Regions from separate parts of the Mus musculus genome. Here region 1 is linked to region 2. A link is a contact called in public promoter capture Hi-C data. All regions are on one chromosome and are shown on one strand. Each heading gives the region's core, a stretch centred on a gene start, on an enhancer-like site or on the middle of the called end of the contact. The rest is flanking DNA. Distances are from core to core; before and after follow the strand shown.

Evidence for each region. Promoter capture Hi-C pulls out the DNA fragments that hold promoters and counts their contacts.
Region 1: a contact with region 2 is called in a promoter capture Hi-C map of embryonic stem cells, with 2.5 times the contacts expected there. The contact joins the enhancer-like site here to the promoter of 1700057H15Rik in region 2. A contact is called at or near these places in 3 of 39 promoter capture datasets (the 3T3-L1 cell line, embryonic stem cells and frontonasal cranial neural crest), 2 of 484 Hi-C or Micro-C datasets (embryonic stem cells and nephron progenitors), 1 of 115 datasets of contacts at active chromatin or transcription factors (epiblast stem cells) and 1 of 9 other capture datasets (embryonic stem cells).

Annotation. Positions count from the first base shown.
Region 1 is chr4:124,611,728-124,615,786 of GRCm38.p6, reverse strand. The region is part of intron 1 of Gm2164 (predicted gene 2164); the gene reads left to right. Among named protein-coding and RNA genes, the nearest start is that of Gm2164, 44 kb to the left of the region's middle. Within about 2 kb of position 2,161, at least 17 of the 459 cell types and tissues checked have an H3K27ac peak or open chromatin away from gene starts, as enhancers often do. A contact at or near this core is called in embryonic stem cells, where this site is marked.
Region 2 is chr4:124,483,677-124,487,661 of GRCm38.p6, reverse strand. 1700057H15Rik (RIKEN cDNA 1700057H15 gene) reads left to right here and starts at 1,703. Exons shown (of 4, transcript NR_040774.1): 1 at 1,703-1,735.

The sequences.
Region 1 (4,059 bases), core at 912-3,411, 130 kb before region 2:
CGTCCATCATTATAATAGAGGGTTAATGCACCGAATTTACATAAAAAAGTCATATTGTCTGCATGAATTATTTACACTCGAAGCTGTTTTTACAGCTTGGTTTCAAGCTGGATTCTGGGAGAGATTCTGCCAGTAAATTACTCTGTGGAGACCCAGGGTCTATAACCGTGCTCGGCGCTGGCAATGAAAAGAAAGGAAAATGGGCAGGCCCTGGCGGGTCGTTGGTGCCGACGCCTCTCAGGTGGGGGCTGGAGACACAGGGGGAGGCTATAGGAGGCTGTGGGTCCCTACTGCAGATGGGCTTCTGCCTCTAAGCCCAATGTCTTTATGGTCACTCTCCAGCTGCAGGGACACTGGAGGCTTGCTAGTGTTCTTGGAAGCATGGGGATTCTCCTGAGGTGAACGCTCTGCCCTGCCGCGTCTAAGGTCTTTCAGGGATCAGGATCCTGGAGAGGAGAGAATTTGCTGCATTTGTTGGAGTTGGGCCTGTGTCAGCAGCGTAAGCCCTCTACAGCCACTCTGCAGATGGGATGATGGCAGCCTGGAGGGCACTTACACAAGAGTCAGGAAGTAGGACAGGCTCACAACCTTCGCAGGCTGAGGTTGGAGTCGAGTGAGTTCGGCCTGAGCCACACAGTGAGCGTCTGTCTCAAGACAAACAGAACCCAGCAATACTCCTGGGTGGTCAGCTCAGACCTGTGGGGAGGAGGAGGTGTTTTGGGGAGGATAGATGCTTGCCATCTCTATCCTCCTGGTTTCTAGGTCCTTCAGTTAGAAGTTGTTTTCAGTGCTTGGTCTGATGTGAGGTGGACTGTCTGGACCCGGGCTCTCCTGTCCTCTTCTCATTGGGATTTGCAGTATTGTGAACAGCTTGTGTTTTTTTGCAAACTGTGGACTTACAAAGTCCTGGTTGTAGAGGGAAAGAGCTGGGTATTTGTTTGTTCTGTTTTCCAAGACAGGGTTTCACTATGGAGCTCTTGGCTGACCTGGAACTCACTATGTAGACTAGGCTAGCCTCTACCTCTGGAGTGTTGGGATTAGAGGTGCGAGCCATCCTGCGTGGTAAGACCTGCATTTTTAGTTTCATGTCAATGTCAGATGCATAGTTTTGGGAGCTCAGGGTCCTCTTCCTGTTTATTTATTTATTTGTTTATTTGTGTGTGTGAGAGACAGGGACACACACACACACACACACACACACACACACACAGAGAGAGAGAGAGAGAGAGAGAGAGAGAGAGAGAGAGAGAGAGAGAGACTAGGTACCTAGGTAGCCCTGTCTGGCTTGAAACTTGCTATGTAGATCAAGCTGACCTCTAACTCACAGAGATCTGTTTTCTGGAGTGTGAGGAATGTCAACTCTCCTGTTCCCAGCCTGCCCCAAAGGAAGGAAAAGTGAGAGGCTCTAGTGGTGTCAAATGCCTTGGGAAGCTTGGGGTGTGGCTTAAGCTAGGTCCTAGGAGACAATGGGCTCTCCAGAGGGAAAAGTTGAGATCAGGGGAAACAGGCACTTAGAAGGAGTGTAAGAAGGAGAAATGGAGAGATGAAGGCAGACAGTCCCACAAGAGGCAGCAGAATCCCCGGAGCTAGGATAGGACAGGGGGCAAAAGGCAATCAACCAGAGACTGAGACTGAGGGGAGGGGAGAGGAGGGGAGGGGGGAAGAGTGGGGAGGAGAGGGGAGGGGAGGAAAGGGGAGGGGAGGGGAGGGGGAAGAGAAGAGAGGAGAGGGGAGGACAGGGAAGGAGAGGAGAGGAGAGGAAAGGAGAGAGGAGGGGAGGGGAGGGGGAATAGTGGGGAGGGGAGAGGAAGAGAGGGGAGGGGAGGAGGGGAAGGGAAGAGATAGGAGGTGAGGACAAGGAAGGAGAGGAAAGGAGAGGGGAGGGGAGAAGAGAGAGGAGGGGAGGAAAGGGGACTGTCTTTGGGAAGGAGACTCAAACTGTCTGGGGCTCTGGGACTGTTGTGTCCGGCATGGGACCACATGAGACTACATGGGACCACACTTCCCAGGACAGAAAAGTTGAGCCAGCCAGCACAGGTGCTGCCTACATCCTGGTACCGCCTTCATCCAGTTCCCTGGACCTGCTCCCTGCATCCAGTCTAAAAAGTGTGGGACTGCGCTCCAGAGGCCTGGGCCCTGCCCCCCAGCTCCCTAGCACCTGGGTTGGGCATTTGCTTGTTGTAGCTGTCACTGCCCTTGGGTCTCCCTCTCCTAGAGCAGCCACAGTGGGTCCCAGGGGTCTGGAGACAACAAATGACTCCCTGCTGATGGGCTCGCTGCCTCCTGCCCGCCAACCCATTCTGCCATTCTGCTATGCACAGGCAGGTAATCATGCAAGGCCAGGGAACCTCTCCCTGCCCGTGGGGGTGTGATTTAAACCTGAACTCAGCTTCACTTCCTCTCATCCCCTGGGAAGCAAGATTTATTCTCTGAGTTGCTGGAAGCCTGCGTGTACACACACACACACACACACACACACACACACACACACACACCAAGGTAGATGCTCACGTGTTGCAGATTCCTCACTGATGCTGGCTTGTGTGTGAATACTTCTGTACAAATGTGCCCACTCCTTTCCAATCCACACGCGTGCCAGTTTTACCCGTGATGCATGTAGATGCAGATGTAGCTCCTGACCACAGGCTAAGGGAAGAGGGAAGCCAATGGTTGATTAAAACAGCCAGGGATAGAGTGGGATGGGAGAGGGATGGAGGACACTGCACTTGTCAGAGACCCTTCACATTTCATCTGTCCTGTAGCATGAAGGACATGGAGATTGGTCTCTTGCTTGAATATGTGTTCCTGTGTGTGAGCTTCTTTCTATTATTGGTTTGTTTCTGTGTGTGTCACAGCGTGCAAGTGGAGTCCAGAAAATAATTTGTGAAGGTTGGTTCTCTCCTTTCACTGTGTGTGCCTCGGCAGCCTTGGCAGCAAGCACCTTCATCCATTTTGTGGGTCCTAAATCTCTTTTTAAAATATAACTTTTTTTGTTTTACTTTTTTTTTTTAGATTTATTATTATATGTAAGTACACTATAGCTGTCTTCAGATGCACCAGAAGAGAGCATCAGATCTCATTACGGGTGGTTGTGAGCTACCATGTGGTTGCTGGGATTTGAACTCAGGACCTTCAGAAGAGCAGTCACTGCTCTTACCCGCGGAGCCATCTCGCCATCCCCTAGTTTTACTTTCTTTTTTCTTTTTTTTTTTTCTTTTTTCCGTTTTTTCCAAGACAGGGTTTCTCTGTGCCTGGCTGCCCTGGAACTCACTCTATAGACCAGGCTGTCCTCGAACTCAGAAGTCTGCCTGCCTCTGCCTCCCAAGTGCTGGGATTGAAGGCATACACCACCACTGCCTGGCAAATGTGTAGCCCAGGCTGGCCTCAAACTCGTGATCCTCCTGCCTCAGCAAATCCTATGCCACCACAACCGGCTTGTTTTGTCTTTTTGTTTTTCCTCCCCATACCACATGTCCCCTCATCCCCCAAAGACAGGGTTTCTCTGTGTAGCCCAGGCTGTCCTGGAACTTGCTCTGTAAACCAGGCTGGCTTTGAACTCAGAGTTCCTCCTGCCTCTGACTCCTGAGTGCTGGGATTAAAGATATGGACCAACACACCTGGCACTTATTTTTAACCCCCCTCCCCCATGTGTGTGGGTGTACCTGTGTTTGTATAAGACATGGTGTAGAGGTCAAAGGACAATCTTTCTTTCCTTCTACTGTGTGGTTCCCAGGGATGGATCTCAGCCTGTCAGGTTTGGTGGCAAGCGCCCTTATCTACTGAGCCATCTCGCCAGCCCTCTGTGTGCATTTCGGTGAGTGTTTGCAAGCATGATGCCTTTGTTGAATGCTGAGGCTGACTGTGACATGGGGCACTGTGGCTCCTGGAATGTGTCTGTTGCAATGCCTTGCTGTTGGCCTTGAGCAAGCTGTTGTCTCTCTCCCGGCTTCTACTTCTGCTGGCCCCTGGGGGTTCTGTCTCTTCTTGTTTTCTAGTATCTGTGCTCTTGAGAGTTTCTCCAAGCCTTGCTTTTAAGCTGGGCTGAGGGGTGTGTGTGTG
Region 2 (3,985 bases), core at 454-2,953:
TGTGCACAAGCTTTTCCACACATGCACACATGATGTGAAAAGAAAATAACCTCCTGATTCTTGTCATTGGTCCGAAGCCAAAGTGGCCTTGGTTCTGCTTTGGCCCAAGGCTAAGAATGCCAGACAGGTGCTTTGGTTTCTGGTCCGGGTTCTTGTCATTTTTTTTTTCTCCTCCTTTTTACAAACTATAGCTTTCTGCCTGGAAACTTTATGAGGACACAGCAATGAAGAGTCACCCGGACACCTTGTGGAAGGGTGACGCGACCAACTAGCTCATTCTCCAAGCTCACCGTGCCTCCATTCAGCAAAGCCTCACTAACCCTAAGGTGGGGACCCTTGATGGTACCTTACTTCCAGGAGCTTGCGTCTTAACACACAAGCTCCCACCTACAGCTGTATAATAAAACCCTTTATCAATTCACCCTCCTGTTCTAGAATTATACTCTTTGAGACAAGAACACGAAGCCACTGACTCCAGGGAAGCTTGCGTGACCATGAGCTTCTGGCATGCAGAAGCTCAACTGTGTCAGTCCAGCAAAGACTGGAAAACTTCTGCCTGACCTAAGGATGCTCAGGCCGTCTCACCAGAGCTCCAGACCTGCTTCTCTCTCTGCTTGTAATATTCTTCCTTTACACAGCTGAGCATCCATCTCTTTCATCTCAAGAGGGATACCTTTAAAAAGGTCCATTCATTTCTGTTTCCACCTGCACAACGCTCTTTCCCTTTGCCTCACTTGCTGTCCTGACAGCCTGTGTTTGGGTTCCGCTGCTTCTTGCCTGTCTCTTCCAAGTAGCGGCCAGAGGCTGCACTTCACAAATCTGAACTGAGTGACCTGTGGCTGCCACACAAGCCCCGGGCCCGAACCTGTACTGAGGAGACCAGAGAGTTCTTGAGGTTCCCTTGTGCTCCTCACAGAAGTTCCAGGGCATCAGGCTTCAGGGCCAGTGAGGTTGCCTTAGAACCTGTGGATTTGGGGTGAAGCTGGTCTTCAGAGGCCCCTCAAGGAGCCCTGCTGTTCCTCGCCACCGCCACCATGGGGTTCTGATCATACTCTAGGGCCTTGTCATTGTCATCCACACCCCAGTTTCTCCTTAGGCTAAATGAAGGTTTTCTTTGGGCTTATCGTTGGATTCTTAGATTGCAGCACTACCGCTGATTGAATAGCTTGTATGCTGCTCTGAGCTTGGTGCTTTGTGAGACCAGAGTGGGTCCCATCCTGCATAGAGGCCCTGCACGGGGTAAACGGGTCCCTTACAGGAGTCTTTCCTGATTTCCAAAGCAGCAGCTCCTAGGCTGCCTTACAGCTTCTTCCTGGCACCCAGGGTGTGCCCCAGCTGCCCCAGTGCCCCGGGCTTCTCCTCCTCACCCTGGCACATGGCACCCTCCCCAGCCCAGCTGTCACCACAGGCTCCCGGCTCTTTACCACCTCCCTGCCTGAGGCCCCAGGTCTCAGCAAGACTGGAGCCTGGGCCTCATCCCTGCATGTTGTCCCCGACCCCTGCATCTGGCTCCTTCTCCCCAGTCTCCGGAGCCAGCAGTCCCCTCCCCCCACGCCTGACCTCTGAGCACAGAATCTATTGTCCTCCTCCGTCGCAGCCAACCCCCCAGCCCAACCTGACAGCTCCTCCATTACAGATGCACATTCACAAACAGCTCATTTACATAGAGCACAAGGAAAACCGCTCTGTCCTCAGAAAAAGAGGAGAGGAGGCTCCCACTGCAGAAGACCCTGAGGTGAGGGAGCCTCCTGCCCCTCCCTTCTCCTAGGCATTTCTGAAGGGTGTTTGGGGGTTGGAGGGCAGAGGCCAGAGGGATGGGAGGGCAGAAATCAGGTTGGTGTCTGGGGAGGGAGTGAGGTGCGTGCAGGCACACACTATTTAGTTTTTGTACTTTTTTTTGTTTGTTTTAGAGTAGTTTATTTTCATCTATATAAGCTGTTGTGAATCTTTAGGACTTCTGCCCAGTCCCCAGCTTGCACGGCTACCCACCCCTACACATCCCTCCTACACACACACACACACACACACACACACACACACACACACACAAACACACACACACAGACAGACACACATGCACACACATAAACACACAGTCCTTCATGCACAGACACACACACACGCACACACAGTCACTTGTACACAGACACACAGAGACACAATCACACATCCACAAACACACACACACACACCATCTAGTTTTTATTCCAGGGGACTGCTAGCAGCCATGGAGGCAAAAGGGCAAGATGCACTTTGGGAACGGGGAACCTCAGAGTCAAGAGGCTGAGTAGCTGAATCCCTTTCAGAGCTTAACCCTGGTTGAGCTGCGGAGCGGGACATGTGGACATTTGACAAATGGCTTCATTTCCCATGAAAAGTGAGTGCAACTGTGTCACCTGCCTTGGGTGTTTGGAGGAGGGAGCTGTGAAGAGTATGATGTCATGCGCAGTGCCCGTGCGCGCATGGGAGGACCTGTCAGAGGCAAGCAGCACTGAAGAGTATGATGTCATGCGCAGTGCCCGTGCGCGCATGGGAGGACCTGTCAGAGGCAAGCAGCACTGAAGAGTATGATGTCATGCGCAGTGCCCGTGCGCATGGGAGGACCTGTCGGAGGCAAGCAGCACTGAGGCTTAGGAAGCAGGGAATCTTTGGTAGAGGCTTTGCCCACTGGCCTTCCAGGAGCCCCGGTAACAGCCCAGCCTGGCTGCAAGCAGAGGGGGAGAGGTCACTCTTTCTTGCTCCTTTGTCAGGTGGTGTTCTTTTCTAGAAACGGTCCCTCACCTTCTTGTTCCTCTCTTACATCCTCCCCCCTCCTACCACCAGCTCCACCAAGTGACAGGATGTGGGCAGGCCAGGGACCTTGTAAGGCAGAGTGGTGCTGCACACCCCTGGCGTTATGCTGTGCTCCCACATTTCACATCTGACTTAATCACCCACTTTGTGCTCTCAAGGCAGGCAGGTCCAGCTAAGCCCAGCAAAGTTCTCAGAATCATGTTGTGATCCATTAATGATGTCTGCCATGGGTGAAGCCAGGGGAATGTCAGGACTCATTTGTCCTCTCAGCCTGGCCTGGTGCTGTTGAGAACAGGTGGGAGGGGCACTGAGTTCAGTCTGCTGAATGAGGATGGGCAGGACGCTCTGGGCAAGAGAACTGCATGAGCGTGAGCTATGAAACACCATGGTGGGCAGGCAGATGTTGGGAACTCAAGGCTGGAGGAGGAGCCAGGAGTGGTGGTGCACGCCTTTAATCCTAGCACTTGGGAGGCAGAGGGCAGGCGGATTTCTGAGTTAGAGGCCAGCCTGGTCTACGAAGTGAGTTCCAGGACAGCCAGGGCTACACACAAACAAACAAACAAACAAACAAAACAAAACAAAAAACAACAAACAAAGCAAAACAAACAAAAAAAAAACCAGAAAAAAAACCCAAAAAAACAAACAAAACAGAGAAAAAAGGGGGAGGGGCAATGAGTTAGTACCTGTATCTGTATGGCATCTAGAACGCACAGCCATGTGCACAGTAAGGGACACCATTTCTTCTGTTCTGCTGTATCTTGATGACGAGCCTCTCAGCCAATGCTTCTTGGCCGGCAGGCAGAGGGCAACTCCCACTAAGTACCTAGTGGATGTGGCTCAGTAAATCCCTTGCTGACTTATTGGCAGAATGATCAATAATCAATCGACTCATGGAGAGTCCAGCCAGGGCAGGTGACAATCTGTCAGGATGAAGAATCTACCCTGAGCATAAATCAGGCCATCTCTGCTATTTGTTACTCTGGGTGGTCCTACAGGTTTTCCCAGGATCACTGGCAGACTACTCACACTAGGGGCAGATTCAGTAGCCTTTCTTTGTCCCTATCCTGATGAAGAGGGCTGCCTCCCCTACCTGACAGAAAAATACTGCTGTACAGAAAGGTGGAGCCGAGCTCTGTCCACCTGTTTCTGCCTCAGCCCTGGTGCCTGCATTGGAGAGGCACAAGGTGGGGAG